Linked DNA regions of Pungitius pungitius: region 2 is linked to region 1. Evidence: chromatin contacts called from public Hi-C data. All regions are on one chromosome and are shown on one strand. The core of a region is the stretch at or near the end of the contact, and the rest is flanking DNA. Distances in the headings are between cores, read along the strand shown. Region 1 holds the start of bdnf (brain-derived neurotrophic factor). Region 2 holds the start of slc17a6b (solute carrier family 17 member 6b).

What was found. A called contact is a pair of places that touch in the nucleus more often than the background predicts.
Region 2: a Hi-C map of muscle shows a contact between it and region 1, with 4 times the contacts expected there. The contact joins the promoter of slc17a6b here to the promoter of bdnf in region 1. A contact is called at or near these places in 2 of 2 Hi-C or Micro-C datasets (both in muscle).

The regions. Positions count from the first base shown.
Region 1 is chr4:11,018,937-11,025,570 of fPunPun2.1, forward strand. It overlaps bdnf (brain-derived neurotrophic factor), which reads right to left and starts at 2,805. Exons shown (of 2, transcript XM_037454706.2): 1 at 2,600-2,805.
Region 2 is chr4:11,261,013-11,267,676 of fPunPun2.1, forward strand. It overlaps slc17a6b (solute carrier family 17 member 6b), which reads right to left and starts at 2,907. Exons shown (of 12, transcript XM_037450145.2): 1 at 2,191-2,907; 2 at 502-757. The coding sequence starts at 2,264. ano5b (anoctamin 5b) reads right to left here. Exons shown (of 20, transcript XM_037448590.2): 17 at 6,634-6,664; 18 at 6,312-6,499; 19 at 5,946-6,051; 20 at 4,026-5,853. The coding sequence ends at 5,623.

The DNA.
Region 1 (6,634 bases), core at 1,555-4,054:
GATTACAAAATCCAGAGGGTTTGACATCGAGACAAAACATGAATGCAGCAGACTAAACATGAAAAAAAAGCACAGATGGATAAATAGATATAAAGATAAAGATAGAAAGATAGGACGACAGATGGCTGGATAGAGTTTTTTTCCTCACAATTTTGTGATGTGCACCGGGCATCAGTAGCCTACTTCAGTTCGTGCCGGCTGGAAGGATCACTGCAGCGTATTAAGTCCCACATCGGGAGCATGATTAGGCACAACGATTACGCAAATTATGTTGCAGTAGGCAGTGGTCGGGAAGTCCAAAAAAACGGCTTCAAAAGATCTGTTTCCAAAAATCTCAAGCACGAAGACGAGTCCCAATTGAAACGTTTCACATGACTCAAAGCTGATATGACAATGCACACGCACAGATCTTCTATAAATACAGCCTAACTTCGATTTAAAAAAAGGAAGGTGGCATACGAGCTATTAGTCACCTGGATCGGATTTCATTTCGGAGTTATTTCGGTGACTGATGCCCACAATTCACACACCGGCAAAGCGAAGGCTGCCATGCTGTAGTTTTAAAGCCGAAGTTCGTTTGAGAAAAGCAAGAAGAAGCCCGCAAAGACGACAGCAACATAAGAGTGACATGAAAACAATGGATTGTGCTCTTACCTTTACGAGGGCTGACAACCACAATGTGCGTGGTTAGATCTCCGCGACCAAGACTTGCATGTCCCAAAGTTTAACGCAGTGTGTGGGGGCTTATAGGTACCGGCAATGTGGTGTGCGAAAGACCAGACGACCTAACATTTCAACTTTCCCAATGCTCTGCAAAAACACATCGTAAAGCACGAGCTATTTTAATGGCAAGTGCTTGCTTTCCCTGTAGTTGTTTTTTTATATTTTCTCTTCTCATTAGAATCCCTTTTATTCTCCGTTAACAGACCACAGGCTCCCTCACAATAGGCTTACCAAAAGTTGAAAAAACAATCCCAGGTTTGGCAAAGGGGGGGCTGGGGAAAGAGAGAAAGAGAGTTGGCGTCCACTCAGCGGTTTAGTCCATGCACGACTCCGGTGCCTCTGTCCAACGTGCTGAAAGCATTACACAGCCACGGTAACTAAGAGGGGCCGACGAAATATCTATATACTTCTTTTTGAGCGCCCACTTTAAACTGGTTTTCTTTTTTTTCTTTTTTTTTACTCTGCTGCTTCCCCGCGTCTTGTCACGTGTACTCCCCCCTCTCCCACCCCCACCCCCCATTGCCAAACCAGTCCTGTTAATATTTGATCACATGTTGGTCGGACATTTCCTTCCAGATAACAGCACCTATATCGCGAATAGCACCTATGAAACGCCGGTTCAATTCAGTATACAACCACCTAACCCCCCACCTCCACACAGCCCCCCCAAAAAACGGCTCCACTCTCACGCCAAATGACAACTGGCACCGCTGATACGGAACACTATTGTTCTTAATGTCATGCTTGTGGAAAGTGTCACAGGCACATGTTGCTTTCTTAAAACACGAGCACCGCAAAGATATAACATACATACATACATGCATAAAACATAAAGCCCTGTCACACAAACACAGACTCACACACACAGCCCTTCAAGACCGGTATCCAGCCTTCATCACATCCACACATTGCGCGCAGACACAATGCAATATTTTCTTACCTCTCTCACTGTACTGGCATATCCACAGCCAAAGAAATGCCACACAATCTGTCTTTCCACAGGGGCTATGTCAACATCAGCCTCAGCAGACATGGATCTCGATACTGAGTTACTCAAGTAGCCCCTGAGTCCAACCCTTCCAGCAATGCGCTGCCAGACTAAATAGCAAGCACGACTTTTTTACTGGTAATCATCCTTCATATGCTGTGTGTTTCCATTGCTACTTACCATTTTCCCCTACGCTTTCCTGGAGATAGAAGTGTCTTAATATCCACTCACTCCAACAGATGCTGGTAGGTAATGTGTCTTGTTTGAAGTCATCATATGAGAACTTCTGCTGCGCTCAGTAGATCGCCCACCACTTCGCTGACTTATGAATCTAATAACCCTTTGCAATGTCGGTGTGCTTAAACTCTCTCAGGCAACACCTTGGTGGCTCTATCCGCTAAAGACAAATACCAACAAGCCTTGGTTGTCAGAAAAAGCGGGCACAGATATACGTAACACCCTCGCCCGGTCAACGCCATTAGGGGTCTTACGTGATTGAAATAAGCGACGGCAATCCAAGTTTATGGGGATGTCAGTGCCTGACTGATCGCTCGCTCACTGCCTCATATTTTAAAATCTGCATTGAGCAACGATGCAGACACATACAACTTCGGATACACGTCCACATCGACTAGTTTTGTGTCATAGACCGTTATCTCTCTCTTTGGTGAAGGGCCATGCGCTAATTGCGCGTACGCGCAGTTGGTCATTTGAATGTTTGTTTTTTTTTCTAACAAGGACGACGTACACATCGCATTTTGCAAACACAGATAGCACATTTCTAGCGCCCCTGTGTCTGCCTGACAAGTTCTTGAGGAACTTGTTGCTGCTCTAAAAGAAAAACAACCTCCTCCCCCCCCTGGACCAAACACTCTCATACATACTTACATTGTCAAATCCTGTGGAAGTGCTGCGTTTTTTCTCTCCCCCGGACAGATATTACAGGGAAAAAAAAGTTAATCCACGTCCTCCGGAAGCGTGATTACTCGGGCAGAATAGCGACCACAGCGTTGAAAGCCGCAAATGATACTTTTCGATCAGGGATATCTGGAAGTTCAAAGATGAAATCTGTTTTCAGTAAAATTCCATCAGTTGCACTACCAACACTCAGCCAGCTGATTGTTATGCAGTGACGAAGCGCAGCGCTTGTAAGTGAAGCCCCAAATGTACTAAGTAACATGAGTAATAGGTGATATTTTCCTGACACTTTGCCAGCACCGCAAACTTTCTCTCGAGTGTTTGTAAGAGAAGTGTCATTCTCGTGGTTTGAAAAGACTTATTTCTTGGTCATAGTTTAAGGAAATCACGCTTCATGGGTGGCGCGTCATCGGGACCTGGAGGCGTCCGCCAGGAACCATTAGCACTAATCTGACACATCCATAGACTTCTCTCACAAAAACAAAAACAGCTGCTCATCCCAGGGCTTAGGGTAACTCGATGCTCATTTAGATACTCTGGGTAGAGTCTACGCGCTTTTTTTTTCAACAGAACTGCACCGATTTGAATGTGTGCTCACAATTAAATATGAATATGTTTTGTCAGCAACGTGAAACGTGTTTGTGTCACTTGTCCATATTGTACCCATCTTGGGTATCAGTTGATGGTTTGATCTGACAATGCATGTGTTATGTCATCTTGGTTGTCGAGGCAGTGGCCAAAAAAATGAAGAACAAATATCTGAACTTATATCCCTCATTTCTGTCTCAAAGACACAAGATGGCATAAAAAGATAAAAAATTACAACCGTGGGTATTAAATGAAAAGAAAAATGTACAAAGTTCTTCATGGCACCATGCAACAAGTGCCGAAATTCCCACATAGCTTATTATCCTTGAACTCCCTCCTTTAAAAATAGTTTTTTTTCACACAGCAGCTACTCATTACAGGCTGCAAATAAAAGGGAGTGACGTAAAGAGAGAGGTAACACGTTTCAGCTCAGCGTGGACACCATGCTGTGGATGAACAATTCCCCTTCATTGGTTTCACATTATTAGGATCAGGATGTATGTGTCCCATCACCTCTTGGACTCCTACCATCATCCTACTCCCAGTCCTTTCTGATTCCTGACGTGGTAACTCGACTTGCTCCTACTTGTGATGTTGTTAACACTTCCTCTGCTCCCACAGCTTTTCACAGACTCTGTAACTGACTCATGCTCGTCCCTTTTCCACTATCCATAGCCACCCCCGCACTCTTCACCACAATATCTTATGGCTGAGTCTGAGGTCACAGATCAATCACTTTATCCCCTGGGCTGCATATGACCGCATGGCATTTTGCTCTATGGCCCGCCAAGATACTTCACCTCTTGTGAGCGTCCTCTTGGAACTTTTAAGTGTTCGAGCGGAATATATCTTGGCAGAGGGAGTGTTATTAAAATGTGTAGCCAACGCGCTGCACCGTGGGATAAAAATGAAGAAACATTTGAGCCATTACAGACCTTTGTGGTGTGAAGGAAACACTGACATTGATATTCATTAAAGAGCAAAGAAGATGTAACAATAACAGCAGGAACGCTCCCTCTCTACTAGTTGTCTCAGAACCACTTGTTGTCTTTCCTTGCAAAGCAGCAACCCACCTGTGATCGAATCCTACAATCTGCTTATAAAAGACTGAAAGTGAATCCCAGCTCCACCTTGTCAAATGACAACTGTGTAAAATGAATCAACGAAAGTATTGCTAACTTCCCTTTAACACTGAAGTCATCATATTTCCCTGTTTGCGTCTGCTAATTGCATTTGGGCCCTGCCTAGTCTCTAGAATCATTACTTAAACGTAAAGTGCCAGCCTAAAATTCAGAGTCAATCAGCACTTTCCTTCCCGTCACCGTAATGACAACTATTAGTGGAGGATGTATCCAGTCGGTGGCCACGAGCATAATTACTGTCTTGATCTTTGTTCCATAAATATTGATAAGAAGAGCTCCACGTCATGTGCGACTAGTACCTGTGGTTAAAAATAGAAGGCCTGCTGATGGCAGGTTATCTCTTACTGTCTGATCCCAGTGTAGCCCCTCCTCTCTCCCCCCTCCACCTCTTGTATCTACAGGAAGTTGAGCTCTGGGACAAACCAAACAAAGAGCACAGAGAAAACAACAAATACTCTGATTACACAGCAGTAAATCAAACTATCCGAGCTCATGTCTCTTGTATTCAGCCTTTAACAGTCAAAGTATAAACCTAACCTGTTTAGTATACAAAGTCTTCATTCATTTACATAAAAACCCAATTTCATAATGAACTAGTCAAAATAGTCTAATCCAGTCACCCTTTTGACAGTCGGCTTCTTGCTACGCATCTGTCATTCTGTCACGTGGCTCCTTAATATTTCTGTGGAGTGAGGAATTAATTACCAGGCTCGGCCGGTGACTCAGGGCTCAGGTCTTCAAAAAGTAATGCATCCCCGTAAATAATCGCTGAACTGCCACCATACTTCACACTGATGGGGAGTGCTCCATTTGTGCTAATTTCGGCGTTCTATGTATAGTGTGATGGACAGCGTCAGGAAGAACGATATTTGGGTTGCCCCAGTGGCTCGGCAGGCTGAAATTCGACTGAATGTGCTGTTGTGATATTGAGGGTTTCCATCTGGCTTTGCTCAGGACTGTGTCGTCTGTCTTTTTCCAGCCCTCTTTTACCAGTTCAACACCAGGTGAGTATGTAAACTTTGTGTTTTGGGCCTGAGGGGAGATACCTTCAGCATTGGGTGGTGACAAACAAGTGTATTGATCTCCTCACTCTGACTAACCGGCGTCTGCTCGGGTGGAGGATGCTGCCTGTGGGCTGTTAGCTTTATGACTTCCTGGGTGTGATGGGTAATCTGGGCCTGCACTTGACTGAGAGGCTGCCAAACCACAGTATGCAGGAAAGGAGGTTGAAGACAAAATTAGGATTTAGAACTATCTAGAATATCTTTGATAAGTTGAGTTTATCGATTTAAACTTTTCTCAGACCAAATATTGCATTGTCAGAATTCATTAGATGTAATTCTGCAGCGCGGTGCGCAGCGATGAGATTATGTGTTAGCGTGAGCTTGATCGTGTATGGTAAGGGCTGATTTGACTAGATGCATTTGCATCTTGTTGCTTAGCCAAAGGCATTATTGGTTCCCCCGTGGTAGTGACCTGAAATTTTGCATGCAAGGCAACTCTGCAAATGGTAGCCCCTTCATGATTAGCCAAACATTGCACAGTAGAATCGGAGGCACTGACCTTCAACGCAGCACATATAAGTAACACACGTCGACAGAGATGTTCGCATTTCATGATTGTCTCTCCTTCCCAGTTTTTCGGCTGAGCTCTACGAGGAAAGGAGAAACAATGAAATGTAAGTGTGTCTGCATTTGGAGTGCGATGGTTCAGATTCATATGGTGAACTATGTTCGGCGGGGGGGGGGGGCAGCTCGGTACGTTTTTGATCGTGAGGTCAGATATTCACTTTGAGCCTACTGAAGCACAACACAGCTGGGGATATTGAAATGGATTAATAAACTGGATGCTACCAACCCAAGGCTCATCAGAGGAGTTGTGTGTGTGTGTATATTTGCAGTATAACCACTAACCATTGCAAACAACATGCAGTAAAACCAAGAGCAAGCCAACTTAAAAGCACGCGGTCAGACAAGGTCAGCCTCCCTGCATATTTTAAAACCCTGTTTAATGACGCCTGTACTAAAATGCTTCTGCGATGAATATACTCTTTATCTGCTTAGCAACGGACGTTTCGAGAGTTTGGGCCTTTCTCCTGGTCGTCTCATGTAGTAGACAGTGGCAGCAGCAGCCTGCAGAGGAGCTGGACCTGGAGGCCGGCGCCTGAGATCCCCGGACTGACTGAGGAAAGCTGCGCTCTGCCTCAACAGCAACCACTAAAGTCCCAACTGATCAGTAACAACAGTGTCAGACCGTGGTAGCATACTGGGCAGCT
Region 2 (6,664 bases), core at 1,657-4,156, 240 kb after region 1:
ATTCGTGTATATCGTGTGTATGTATTCGTGTGTATGTATATGCTTTCGAATTAGAATGAAGTCAATTAATACTGGGTTCCATTATTTGGTCTATCCATATGTATACGTTTGATACTTTGAAAATGGTATCACATGGCCGATTTCCGACAATATATTACGCATATACCGCATGTCATCCCTGCAATTAGAGCTAGCTGACATTTTAAAACAATGCCAGCATTGTAATGATGCAAAGTAGTGATTGAGGCCGAATATCTCAAGCCATCAAAAGATTTTCGTTAAGCACAAATACACACTTAAATTGTGCACACGCTCATGAGCCAAGGATCATTTGGGGCTATTTAGGATGAATATTCTTTCTTATTCGGTTTCTCATATGTGGGCTAATGTCCTTCTCCTGTCCCTTAGTTCCTTGATTAAATAAGAGTCGGGTGTCTTGTGTCTTGAGGCATGCGGGCTAAGTTGCCTGTGCGCCAGTCGTGATCGCCGCCGTTGCCACACCTCCGTGATGATGATCTTGCCGTTCTGGTGGAGGGTGCTGTTGTTGACCATGCCCACTATGGCCACGCCCAGGTTACACCGGATACCGAAGGAGATGCAGAAGCCCAGGCCGCTCATGAGGGCGATGATGTAGCGGCGGGGCAGCCCGAAGCAGCTGCAGTCGCACAGCGGGGGTTTCTTCTCCGCGGCCTCCCGGGGCCGCCCATCCTCCGTCAGCTCGATCACCTCCCCGGTTTTTTGTTTCCTCTCCATCACTCTGCAACAGCCACGTGAGGACACTTGTCAGTGTCCCCTGATCGAACGAGAAGATTCCTCCCCTAAAATAATTGCTCCTGTAATGGGACACATATCTGAGGAGGCCCATTTCTTTAATTTACATCTCTATTTGATTATGGACTGGGCAGTTGATTGGTTAGTGTGCCAATCTGAGATTCTCTATGTGTCAAGTCAGAGAAGAAAATTCAGAGACCGTTATTCCAGCATAAACAATATGCATCGGCTGCACGAATGGACAGGCCTCCTTGTGCTATTTTATTCTGCCATGCTTAAGCCATATCTTGAGAGGACTCAATAGACACCCGGAAAGAATGCAATGCAAAACATGGATTCTGTATTTGGACATAAAAAAATAGAACAAAAAAAGAAATAAAAACGACTAGGCCTGCAGAGCTGAGACGAGGCGAACACGACCCCGACTGTACCGCATTGCAGCAGCCCGCTCACTTTCACACTCATTAGCATTCACGGGACCGAGCAGCAGCCCCAGTCACCAGACACACACCTCTGTGGGCATTCCTCAAAGGCCCCCCCTTTTCGTTTCAGTGGACGTCACTTTTACTGGTCACATGATGAAAACCTAAAAATGAAAATGCGTCTGTCTGCAAACCCCTGAAAAGCAACATAAATAATTAACGAAAAAGAATCGAAAAAATGCAAATCGATTTAGTCCTTGGGAACATATAGAATAACTGAGCTTTCTGAAGGATTATTGAAAGCATAACTGCAGTACATCAATTAATTTGCATGGTCGTTTTATTGTATTTCTACTTCAGACAAAATAACGATAAATAAATATCGTAATAATATATGCAAACCGAGCAAAATGTCAGAATGAAACAGCATTTGCATCTTGGTTGGTTCCCCATGTTGCTTATTTTTTCGTTAATTAGAGACACGGGCTGCACGTTTATCATGATGCATTTAAAGGATGCATCAAATGGATTCCAAATTATTAATGAATCCTCAAAAACCGGCGCGTCACCTGCACGTCATGTTTAAACTGTCTGCTTATGAGATACACACAGGGCCCCTGCACCAGGAAGAACTGGCTACGTGCACGATATTATTCAGTGCAATCTAAGTGCACGCAACCCCAGCGCGCTATCTCTCTCTCTCTCTCTCTCTCTCTCTCTCACACACACACACACACACACACACACACACACACACACACACACACACACACACACACACACACACACAAGCCTACACACGCACATGATTGCATAATTTTCCTCTCACGTCTAGAGGCGTGACTAGAGATCCCTGTAAGTTGTAAAACAGTTTGGGGTGACCTGCACACCTACACACACCCCTGACTCGTGCTTAGTTAAAAGAACAAGCATGCATATCATCACACTACAACAGGTCTATGCCCATCAAGATAAAAAAAAACAAGTCTGTCCTTACCTGTACATTTGACCCAAGGTCTTCCCCGCAAATTCCTTCACCCCCGCCGCGGCTCTCGTCTTTACTGACTCCATGTCCGATTTCTATGTATAGGCCTATTTCTCACTTGTAATTTAATGCTTAATCGTCATGTTACGGCGCAGCATGGCCAACTGCAGCGGCTACAAGGAAACCCACAAACGAAGTTGTGATAAACGGGAGTCCAGGGAGGTGACTATCCGGAAGACGAGTCAATTTTTCACAACGAAAGTGAGCGCTAAAGCAAAAAAAAACTAGAAGAGGAATCAAACGACCTGCGCGCCTTCATCCGCCACCATATCACCTCCTGCCTGACGCACAGTAGCCACGCCAAGTGCCATCACGACGGAACACGAAAATGAGTGAAACTGTCAGCCAGCGTCGTGGATTTTTCCGGAATAAAAAATAGAGAGTGCGAGTAAGAGAGTTAGAGAGAGAGAGAGAGAGAGAGAGAGTGAATGAACGGAAAAATAATAGCGCTCAAAGTTTAGAAAGCGGAAGTGGTTGTTTGGTGTAGCTTCTATAAATCAAAGAGGGAGTGAGGCTGTATCGTGTCTCCTGTGGTGCGCGCAGGTTTATCTGACGTCGTGTTCAGCACCGAGGTCAGCGACAGCATTTCCGCGCTCAACATCTGGCCAGTTGCTCAGCACACATTAAGGCCAGGATTAACATATAACATGCTGAAAAATAAATGTATATGTATGACTTGGTTCACATGAGACATTTAAGAAAAAACACCGAGTGGGAGACGAGGAAATGTTTAGTTCAATTTTTCGCTTCATATCGCTGCATATAAAACATAACATTTAAAAGGCTATAACTTTATAGATTATACATCTTCCTTTGGCATTTTTATGCTTAAATGTGCCTATATTTTTTCAAATGAACAAGTCACTCCCATTTTTGTAAGATGTAGCTCTCCCGAAGGCGGTGCTATGGAAACCAAATGAGCAGGAGTGGATTTCCCCCACAACAAGCTCCTCTGCTCAATGTAGGAATCCATCAATAATTTAATCTTATTTTCATTCCCCTGGCAACTACATCTCCCCACCAAAGCATGCACACAATTTGTGAAACATTTTTTATGTATACAGATGTAATGAGATTCAAATTCTGAGATTCAAAGATCTGATAAGAAGAAAAGGATACAATAATACGAATTATTATAATAATATTAATGATAATAATAAAATAATAATTCAAAGAGCTAAGATGTGCGAACAAAAGAGAAAGCACACAAGCCATGTCTTCTTTGTCATTCGTTGGTATTGGACACCATCTAGTGGTCAACCGAATCTTGCTATCGCACCCAAGCACATGATGTACCTTGCAAAATGATATTGTATATTACATTATTATTTTGTTTTTAGTAAAGTTAAATTCAAAATGATGCAGCCTCTCGTATTTTTGAGCTTCTCTGTGCATAGTGACCTGTGTGAAACAGAGATAACCTGGAAATCTGTTGTCATGTTCCCTTACTGGAGGAAGTAAGTTTGTGTTCTCTCACCTTAAATTACACACTTACAATTATGGCATGGTTTTGTGACCTCATAACTAATTTGGAAGCCAATCTTGTTCAAAGATGCAACTTACACAGGTGTTGTCTTGGTAATACTGAGAGTGCTTACTGTGCTTCTGAAGACATCTTGTGTCCAGTAGTGGAACTACAAAGTATTTACATGTACATATGTATGTTTTTACACTTAAACACGTAGGGTGGTTTTACATTTTAAGCCCTTTTTTCTTAACCTGGACGGTTACAACATTCTTATTTATTTCTGTCTCCGCTTTTATGTTTTATGCAACAACAAAACATATTTACACTGTAGATAGGTATTTCTTTATTTACTGGAAATATCAACAATTTTCCTGCATGTCAGCACAACCATTCTAAGTTCACAGTAAACCTATTACAAAATGATACAAAAACAGGTAAGCACAGAGGTGTAAGGCATTTGTTAGTTGGGAAACACATCATGCATATTGCAAGACCATGCTATGCAAATGTCAGACGTGTGCATTGCATGTTCAGGCTCTTTGAGTTTTTGGATGTCAAAATTTGCTGATATTTGAAATCACAACTGTCTCATTTACAAAGAGGTTTAACATAAACAAAGAAAAGACGTTTTTAGCTAAAGAGGATCTCTGCGTCTAATCTCTGTTTCTTTATCACTTAGATCCCTTCAAAAAGTAGCAATTTTATAGATTACAATGTATTTGAAAAGTTGTCTAAACCAACGGGTGTTATGAGGCAACAAATAGTACAAAATAAGAAATCAGGTGTTGTAAATCAAATCAATCTTACTCTAACAAAAAAGCTTTAAGCTACATTGCAGAAGCGAACAAATAACATACTTGCAGTGCAACCCTTTTAAATAGATTATTTATTATTTATATTTACAGGAACACTTAGTAACCACAGAGTATGAGAGAGTTACTAAATGTCCTTCACTGAAATCCACACTCTGGGCACAAGAAATTCTTCTCTTTCCTGTGTACCTCTGCGATGTCGATTTTAATTGTTTACGCCCACAGCATGTGGAGACAAGGAGGAGTAAAGTCGATCAACACGATCGTCCTCGACTCACATGAACTGATTGTAATCAGGCAGCAGATCTGTCAGAGATATTCTTGGTGTAGTCTTTTCTCTTGGTAGAAATCTAATTGGTCCCAAAGCAAGTTGGAAATACACATGTAAGATGTGATGCATGAGCCTGCAGCTGCTGTCTCACCATGTTACTAAGAAAGGGCGGACTGATATTCCCCCCTTTAATTGTTACACTATCACTGCGGTATGAGGGAGGTACCTGGTTTTCAAATGCGCAGACTTTCTCTAAACATCCTCTAATAATACAACTGACAACCTCATAGCCGGGCTACAGATCAGTGGAACTAAACAATACTTAGCTACCAATTAAAAATAAGCTCCTGTAATGGTTCAATGATAGAAAAGGGATGTAATGCATGAGTTATATCTCCAAAATGATATGATTTTTTTTTTACCACGTACATTTCTTTTTTGAAACAGTTGATTCCTTCATCTTGTATTCCGATCAGAAGAATCACATGCAGGACATTTAAGAAATTATATCGTAGCAAACTCTTTTAAGGGTAATTATATCTAATGACACATGTTCAACACAACAAACTTTAACTCTATTGACACATACAGAGATTATTATTTTTCAATAAGAAGACATTACGTGAGGAATGATAAAGGCTGCACTTTTTGCTCTTTGCTTCTTCCCACTATCATGTTTTTTTGGCACAGGAATGTTTCATCCATTCAAAAAGCAGATTTTAAGCAAAATAAAACGTTGCATCCTAATATAGGAGTCCATTCAGCAGTAAAAGACACAAGAAGCCCTTGTATATGGATGCTCTCGGTCCGACGATGGCTCAAAGCTTAATGGCTCAAGGCAACAGGCACTCAGACACCATTTCTTGCTTGTCGGTCAGCAGGGACATTTCTGACGGCGGCTCCGTGATGAAACTGGCACTGAGCTGGAGTTTGAGCCGCTCCACCTCGTAGTTATGCAGGTACTCTTGGATCAAGTAACGCTCTCGCTTAAATCGAGCCTTCACGCCTGTAGGCACGTCTGGGATCATCCACGCCACGAGGAACTTCACCACGAATACAACATGCTGCAGTGGGAGAACAATCACACGGTCAAGAAAAAAACTTTTCAAGTTGAGCCTTTATTCTCTGAGCAGGAAGAGGGAAGAAGGAGCCTTACCTCCATGATAATAATGAAGGCCATTTTGGCAGCCAGGATGTGCCAGAACTGCATGGTGTGAGTGTACTCCTTCTGGTGGCCTGGAGGGTAACGGTAGTCCCGGTATCTGAAAAGAACAACTTCCTACTGTCAGAAAAGTTCCATCAAGGTCAACACAAAACAGTGAATTCTATAGAACTTTCCATATAGCGCATACAACGTAAACACTTTTAAAAAAAAAATGTATTCATTACAATGATAATTCTTGAGCAACTCATTCAAAACAATCATCCACTCAGACAATAAGCTGTAAAGAAAACACTGACATAACAAACCTATAAAGTTTAGTTTACAACTTCAACTAACAGCTGAATCCAGAGGCAATACCTGCAGGTGGTGGTAGAGTTACCGAACCAGTCGCCTCGTTCCTCGGGCATGTTGTGCTCATGTATCTGAGAGATGTTGTATATTGATAGGCTGTTGTTGACGTAGCCCATCATGGTTTCATTTTTACCATAGGCATACAGGTAGACCATGCGGGGGATCATGTCGGAGGTGAACGCCATTATGAAAGCCTGAGACAGAAGAAAGCGAAACAAATGCTGCAAATTAATGTTATTCTGACAGCCTGTTCAAGGTCTATCATACAAGAAAATACGGAGAAAAGTTCTGTTCTGTTCCCACAATACACATACAGTACAAAACTCACGTTAGTAACAACAGACAAAATGGCCACAGCG